Linked DNA regions of Hordeum vulgare: region 1 is linked to region 2. The links are chromatin contacts, called in public Hi-C maps. All regions are on one chromosome and are shown on one strand. The core of a region is the stretch at or near the end of the contact, and the rest is flanking DNA. Distances in the headings are between cores, read along the strand shown.

Region 1 (4,033 bases), core at 456-2,955, 180 kb before region 2:
TACTTCTTTCGCCCAGTATTTTTTATATAATCCCAAAAAATTCCACGTAAATTTTTAGGGCATTTGAAGATGTGCAGAATAGTGGACTAAGATTTGCTCCTTTTCCAGTCAAGAATTCCAGCTGACTGAATTCTCCCTCTTCAAATAAACCTTGCAAAATAAGAGAGAAAATGCATAAATATGGTAGCACAAAGTAATATAACAGCCCATAAATTAATAAATATCAACATGAAAGCAGGATGCAAAATGAACGTATCACGCATCAGTTGACACTATCAAAAAAATATAAGAAAAATCAAACAGAGATGATGCGTGGGAAGGAAAACCCCGAGGAGGAGTTTTTTTTTTCTTAAGCGGTACTCGAGGAGTAGGTGAGGCGAACTTAGCAACTTCTCTTTCAGAATAGAAAAGAAGCCCAAATGTATTCTAGATTTTCGAAAAATGTTCTAGTTTTTCAAAATTTGTTCACCGATATGAAAATCGTGCCCATTTTCAAATTTTATTTTTGAAATTTAAAAGATGTTTGTGTTTTCAAAAAATGCCCTCATTTTCAGAAAACCAGTCACAATTTTAAAATTCTATTCACGAATTACAAATATGTTACCATTCATTCAAAATTTGTTCACAATTTAAAAATGATCATACTTTCATAATTTTTTTCACGAATTGGAAATTTGTGCATGTTTTCAAATTTGTGCACAATTTGAAAAATGTTCGCGGTTTCAAATGTGTTCGTAGAATCAAAGAATGTTCACATTTTGAAAAATGTTCCTATATTCAAATTTTTGTTTCGAAATTAAAAAAATGTTCGTGTTTCAAAAAATGCTCTCATTTTCAAATAACCAATCGCAATTTTAAAAGTTTATCACGAATTAGGAATATGTTCCTGTTCTTTTAAAATTGTTCGCGCTTCCAATTTTTTCTAGGATTCTTTGAAAATTGTTTTCGGTTTCAAAATTGTTCGGGGTTTTCAAAATTTCTTTTTCAAAATTCACAAAATATTCGTGCTTTAAATTATTATTCGCCCTTCCAATTTGTTTTGGGGGTTTTCAAAATTGATCGCGGTTCCGAAATTTTGTTCTCAAGATCCAAAAAATGTTCGGGCTTGCAAATTTGTTCAAGATTTTTCAATTTTTTTCTCGGTTTCAACACTTTTCTGAAAATTCAAAACATGTTCGTGTTTTAGAAATTTGTTAGTGCTTTCAAATTTGTTCGGGGTTTTCAAAATTGTTCTCCTTTTCAAAATTTTGTTCTCAAGATTCAAAAAATATTTATGCTTCAAAACATTGTTTGCGTTTTCAAATCTGTTCAAGATTTTCCAAAATTGTTCTCAGTTTTAAAATTCGTTCTCAAAATTCAAAAACTATTTGTGCTTTAAAAATTTATTCGCACTTTCAAATTTGTTTGGGGTTTTGAAAATTGTTCTCTTTTCGAAATTTTGTTCTCAAGATTCAAAAATATTCGTTCTTTAGAAAATTCTTTGCGCTTCCAAATTTGTTCATGATTTTGCAAAATTGTTCTTCAACTTTGATTTTTTTTGCTTCAAATACAAAACTAAAAGGAAAAAAGCAAGAAAAAACGAATTCAAAAAAGGAAATAAACAGAAGACGAAAAAGTAGCAAAAGAAAAAATTGAAACGGAGCTGCGACAGCCCAGTTGGGGCGCCCCGTATGCGGCGCAATGAGCGGCAGGTAGGAGCTCCTGTAGCAAAATCGTATTGGACTCTCTGTGCATCATGGTGGGCCGGGCCGTTAACGTGTGGGAGCGCTCTTTTTCAACACGTTTCTTTAGGATCTTAGTTATTAAAAAAGTAGTAGAGAGTTGTCCAGTTAATTAACAACAACCGATCGAAAATTAGTATAACATGCCCCAACTGGACACCATCAACACACGTCGACCCCGGGTCCGCGCATGAGGCAACCCACGCAACCCGAAGCTGATATCCTACAACCTTCTAGTTTTAGAAACCTTCAACAAATTTAATAGTCGTTTTTTCTTGGTTTTCGGAACCTTCAAAAAGGTTCCTGAACCGAGATTTTTTTACTTTTGTTTCTTGTTTTCTTTTCATTTTTCTTTATCTGTTTACTTTTTTTCTTTTTCTTTCCGTTTGTTATTTCTTTTTTATTTTTATGTTTTTCGTATTTTTTCTGTTGGAAATTTTTTCCTCGCAATTTTTAAATATGTTCATGCTTGAATTTTTTTTAAGGAATTTCAAAAACAATTCTAGTTTACAAAATTTCTTCAAAATTTCAGAAAATGTTCTCATTTTTTACTTTTTGTACATAATATAAAAATTGTTCGTGTTTCCAAAATTTGTTTGCAAACAATTCCTGTTTTCCAATTTGTTCAAAATTTCAAAAAAATGTTCATGTTCCAAAAGAAAACTTCGTGTTTAAAAAATGTTGGAGCACTTTCGAGAACTTAAAATCTGTTGTTGAACTTAATATTTTTGGAAATTTAAAAAATGTAGAGTGTTTCCAAAATTTCATAAAATGTTCGGAATTTCAAAAAATCTTCTTTCTTTATAAAAATTGGTTGTTCATGTTTAATTTTTCATATTTCTGGAGTTTTAAAAATGTGAACATTTCTGAGAACACCAACTTACCAACTATTTTCGAAAATGGAAATATGTTCATTAACGCTAGAACATTTTTTGTAATTTTATGATGTTTTTTAACAAATGCATTCACAATATTTCTTGAAAAGCACATACCTTTTGTGAATTTATGAACAGCGTTGAAAAATGACAACGTTTTTAAATTTGTAACTTGTCCCAAAAGCAAGAAGATTTTTCGAAATTTAAGAACAATTTTCCAAAATGAAATTAGTTTAATAAACTAAAAAATGTTTGATATTTCCAACATTTTTTTAATTGCAAACAGTTTCTAGAGAACTTGAAAATAATTTTGAACTTTGAAGATATTTCGACAAGCTGAATGAATTTTTAAAATTCTGCAACAATTTCGGAATTTTTCGATCATTTTTTGGATATGTTGAACAATTTTTATTTTTTGAGTTATTGATAGGAAAATTAAAAAAGCATTACAGAATATGTGAAAAAATTGTGAAATTCTTTTGAATTGGTGAAAACATTTTGAAAACATGACTTTGTTTATTCTTGAACTTATTTGGAAATTGAAATTCCAGAACATTTAATAAATTTATGAATAAGAATTCAATGGCGATCAATTGTGGAGATCCCCGGAACATTTTGTTTTTGAAGACACGAACATTTTTGAATTTGCGATTTTTTTGAAAGTGGGTACATCTTTGGAAATTTCCAAACATATTCTGAATTTGTGATTTTTTTAAATGAAATCATTTTTGAAATATCAAATTCATTTTCCCCCTGATTTTTGAATATATATTTTAAGACTCTTATTTTTTAAATTTGTGAGCTAAATTCCAAAACAGGAACATTTTAGAATTAACTAATAAAGTTTTTAAAATGCCAATATTTTTTAGTATTTATTAAAAATTGTTGTAAAAAATTAAAAATGAATGAAAAAAGGAAGGCAATGAAAAAAAAAACGAATAAGGAAAGAAAACAAAAAAAGGATAAAAAAGCGAAAAAGAAACAGAAAAAGATATAAATACCGGCTCGCTGGAACTGGGTCGGCCCATTTCGCATCGTTAGCATTCTTGCCCTGTGCGAATCACCGATAATTGGGCGCAGCGAGCGGCGAATAGGGTTTTCCTACCAACTAACTGAAGAAAGGGCAAATGGGTTGGATAGCGTGGGAATAGAGAAGTGGGCCATCCTATTTCCCGTCTGCACGCAACAAATAGAGAGGGCTTCACTGAAGAAAGGGCAAATAAGCCAGCCCACCTTTGCCCTTGAGCACGTTTTTTCTATCTTCGTTTTGCAGTTAGTTTCTCACCACAAAAAACTGCAAGTTGTGTTTCTCATAGTGTAGGATATTTTTTGACACTACTATAGTTCTAAAAATTGTTTTACATTATGGGAAGAAGGGAGTAGATTTTAAAAACCTAGTAAAATTGTAAAAACATGTTTTAGGAAATTATTCAATGT
Region 2 (4,065 bases), core at 794-3,293:
TCATGTGATGGGTTAAGTCGTTAGCCGTTGCAGCCTCTTCGGTGCCTTCTCCTCGCTGTAGTCCGAGTGTCATGATGTATCCGACTGGCGCGAGGGGATCCGAGTGACTCCAGGCAGACCGAGCGACGGTTGCTGAACCGAGTGAGGTTGAGGTTGTCTTGGTGACTTTAAGGACACTGATGTCCATAAGGGGTCCTAGGTAGGCCCCAGGAAGCAGGTCCATAGGCCTACCCCTAATGTACAACCCCATCAGCATTGATGGCTGCCGGATCAGGACCACATGCGCAACTGCGCTGAAATGCGACGTACCTTGAGCGGGAAGGGCGTCGATGTCTAGCGGTGCGTCCTACAACCATGCCGAGTCATCGACGACAAAGCTCAGGGGGTCGAAGAGAATCTCTCCGCCGAGTGTCATCATGATGACGAAAAAGGTAAAACTTCAACTGTGTTGTATTTGCTAAACGCGCATCCCCACGATGGACACCAACTGTCGTGGGAATGATCGTAACAATAATACCAGGGTTACGAATGAGGGGCGGAGCCTAGCTATGGCGGAGTGGATTCACTCGGATGTACGAGTTTGGGCCCCACTCGGGAGTGGTAACAACCCTACGTCTCGAACCCTGAGGCTGATGTTTTCTTAAGGGGTATGCGATAGTACAAGATGTTGAACCCCCGGTCAGGAGCTCGGGGTGACTTATATAGAGTGCACCACGACCGTCCGAGCCTCATTACAAGGGCGAGTTAATGCTAATAATTACGAAGGTTACTAGTAACGGCAGTTCTAACTCTAGCATTACTGGGAACACACGTCTTTACTGCACTTCATGTGATAGTTTAAGTCTGTAGACGTTGCAGTCCCTTCGTTGCCCACGCCTTGCCGCAGTCCGAGTGCCGGAGCACACCCGACTGACACGAGACGATCCGAGTGTCCTTGTGCGGTCCGAGTGAAGATATGCTTGTCCGAGTGAGGTCATGACTGCACCGATGGCTTTTGGGACGCTGATGTCCATGTAGGGTCTTAGGTAGGCCTAGTGATGCAGGTCCGTAGGACTACCCCTAATGTATAACCCCGTCAGCGCGTCTGAGGTGGCCAGAAGAAGGAGATCTTCGGTTTGATGCCCTACCCAGCCACATACTTTTCGATTTCTTTCATTCATCCCATCTGGCAAGACCCACTCTTTTAAACCGAGACAAAAGTAGCTATAACCAGGAAAAAATAGATAAATAAACCAAATGCGAACCGAGAGGGGGAAAAGAAAAATCGGCCTACATGGTACGCCCATTCAACACGAAATTGGGGGGGGGGGGGCAATGGGGGTAAAGTGTACCATCAACTCGGGTATAAAGAGCGACTTTTTTTAAAATGAGATAAAATATGTCACAAAGTTCAAACTAAGTGGTAAAATGAAATTTACTCTAAAATATGTGTGTTCCCACTTTAAGGGCATTTTGTTTTGCTTTTATTTTTATAAACACTTTCTCATCCCACTTTAAGGGCATTTTGTTTTGCTTTTATTTTTATAAACACTTTCTCATCCCACTTTGTGAAAAGGTGAAGCGAGTCGATGACCTGCCACTATAATACCATCAATCATGCCGCGGCGCTACTGCTTAGTCGTGGTTGCTGGAGGCGTCAGGATGAATCGCACGCTTCGCGACACTCGACGTTGTTAGCTTCTTGGTCGCCACCAATCATTTGGTTTATGTTTTTTGGCTTTTACTTTTCGTGAGAATACTGTAAAACATACACTACAGATTCTATCTTTGCAGCAAATATTACTTCCATGGTATCAAAATATAAAATCGTTTTTGACATTATATTATGAGACGGAGTGAGTAGTAAATTAGTCAAAATCAAAACAAAAACAATTTATCAAGGAAAAGGAATTGATTTTTAGGAAGCATTTCCTTCAAGTAACATCGACCATAGAGCAAGCAATCATCCAGGAGGGGGGAAAATGTCCAGAAAACAACAAGCAGGGGTACTTTTCAGCTGAATAAATGAGTGCCCCTTGGATTTTCTTCCGAACTAGTATACCAAAAACAATGGGTGCCACTTGATGATGACCAGTGGAGGAATTAACCCGAGTTTTCAATGCCCCAATCACTCCAGTCCAGCACCCGCTGCCAAACACACACGGGCACACCAATTCCATCGTTGCCGCTGCCAATTCCAAGTCCAAGTCCACCTTCCCGCTGCCCGAGTCAACACACCACTCTGCACCTTCCGCCGTGTTGCCTCCACCACCACCACCGTCCGCCGCACTCGTTCGTTGTTATCCCCATGATCACCTCATCTCCCACCACCCGCACGCCCGGCCACGGCTCCACTACCGCGTGACCTTAATGGCCGTCCACGTCCTACTCCCCCTCCTCCTCCTCCTTCTCGTCCCCACGGTCCTCCCGTACATCGCCCTCGCCGCCTCCTCCCCGGACTTCACCATCTTCCTCGCGTGCGGCGCGGGCGCCAACATCTCCTTCCCGTCCGACAACCCCGCGCGCACCTTCGTCCCGGACGCCGGCTACTTCTCGCCCGCACGCGCCCCTGCGGTGTCTGCCGGCGCCAGCTCCAGCGCGGCCTCCCCTCTCTACGCCGCGGCGCGCGCCGGCAGCTCCGACTTCTCCTACCGCCTCACCTACCCGGACACGGCGGGCGCGTCGTCGTTCCTCGTCCTGCGCCTCCACTTCTTCCCCTTCGTCCCCGCCTCCTCCTCCACCAGCCTCTCCTCCGCGCGCTTCACCGTCTCGGTCCTCGACGCCTACGCCCTGCTGCGCAACTTCTCGCCGCCGGCCGACGGCATCGTCAAGGAGTTCTTCCTCCCTCGCGGCCGGTCGGGAGATTTCACCGTCAGGTTCAGCCCGGACGCCGGCTCCTCCGCGTTCGTCAATGCCGTCGAGCTGTTCCCGGCCCCGCCGGAGCTGCTTTGGAACGGCTCGACCTCGGTGGTGCCGGTGGGCGTCCTGGAGGGCACCGGCTTGCCCCAGTGGCAGCTCGCCGCGCTGGAGACGGTGTACCGCCTCAACGTCGGCGGGCCCATGGTGACCAGGGAGAACGACACGCTGTGGCGGACCTGGCTCCCCGACGGCCCCTACCTCTTCGGCGCCCCCGGGCAGTCGGTTGTGAACAACACGTCGAGCCCGATCATCTACAACCCGCCGACCACAAGGGAGGTGGCACCAGACGTCGTGTACAGGACGCAGCGCGCGGCGAACGTGACAGACTTGATGCGGGCGACAACGCCGGGCCTGAACTTCAACGTCACGTGGACGTTCCCGGCGGAGGCAGGCTCCCGCTACCTCGTCCGTCTCCACTTCTGTGACTATGAGGTGGTCAGCTCTGTCGTCGGTGTTGGCATCGTCTTCAACGTTTACGTCGCGCAAGCCCTTGCCACTCTAGACCTCTCGCCAGAGGATCGGGCGAGGCAGCCGAACGAGGCCTTTTACGTGGACTACGCGGCCATGGCGCCGAGAGCCGGGAACCTCACCGTCAGCATCGGTTGGTCGCCGAAAAGCAGCGGAGGCGGCATACTCAACGGGCTGGAGATCATGAAGCTGCAGTCCGCCAACCTGAGCTCCCCGAGGCCGCACGGTCTGACGAAGAAAACCATCATCGTCATCGTGCTCGCGACGGTGCTCGGCGCCGCCGTTCTTGCGTGCGCGGTGCTCTGCTTTTTCGTCGTGCTGCGGAGGAAGCGGAGGCAGGTGGCGCCGCCGGCGTCGACGGAGGATAAGGAGAGCACGCAGCTTCCGTGGTCTCCGTACACGCAGGAAGGCGTCTCCGGCTGGGCGGACGAGTCGACGAACCGGTCCAGCGAGGGCACGACCGCCAGGATGCAGAGGGTGAGCACCAAGCTGCACATCTCGCTGGCGGAGGTCAAGGCCGCCACGGACAACTTCCACGACCGCAACCTCATCGGCGTCGGCGGCTTCGGCAACGTGTACAAGGGCGCGCTGGCCGACGGCACGCCCGTGGCCGTGAAGCGCGCCATGCGCGCCTCCAAGCAGGGCCTGCCGGAGTTCCAGACGGAGATCGTGGTGCTGTCCGGCATCCGGCACCGGCAC

The links. A called contact is a pair of places that touch in the nucleus more often than the background predicts.
Region 1: a Hi-C map of leaf shows a contact between it and region 2, with 3 times the contacts expected there. The contact joins the enhancer-like site here to the promoter of LOC123449869 in region 2. A contact is called at or near these places in 3 of 6 Hi-C or Micro-C datasets (leaf and seedling).

Annotation. Positions count from the first base shown.
Region 1 is chr4H:594,315,918-594,319,950 of MorexV3_pseudomolecules_assembly, reverse strand. No RefSeq gene overlaps it. Among protein-coding and RNA genes, the nearest start is that of LOC123449871, 14 kb to the left of the region's middle. Within about 2 kb of position 1,705, at least 3 of the 3 cell types and tissues checked have open chromatin away from gene starts, as enhancers often do. A contact at or near this core is called in leaf and seedling, where this site is marked.
Region 2 is chr4H:594,134,572-594,138,636 of MorexV3_pseudomolecules_assembly, reverse strand. LOC123449869 (probable receptor-like protein kinase At5g24010) reads left to right here and starts at 2,043. Exons shown (of 1, transcript XM_045127222.1): 1 at 2,043-4,065. The coding sequence starts at 2,350.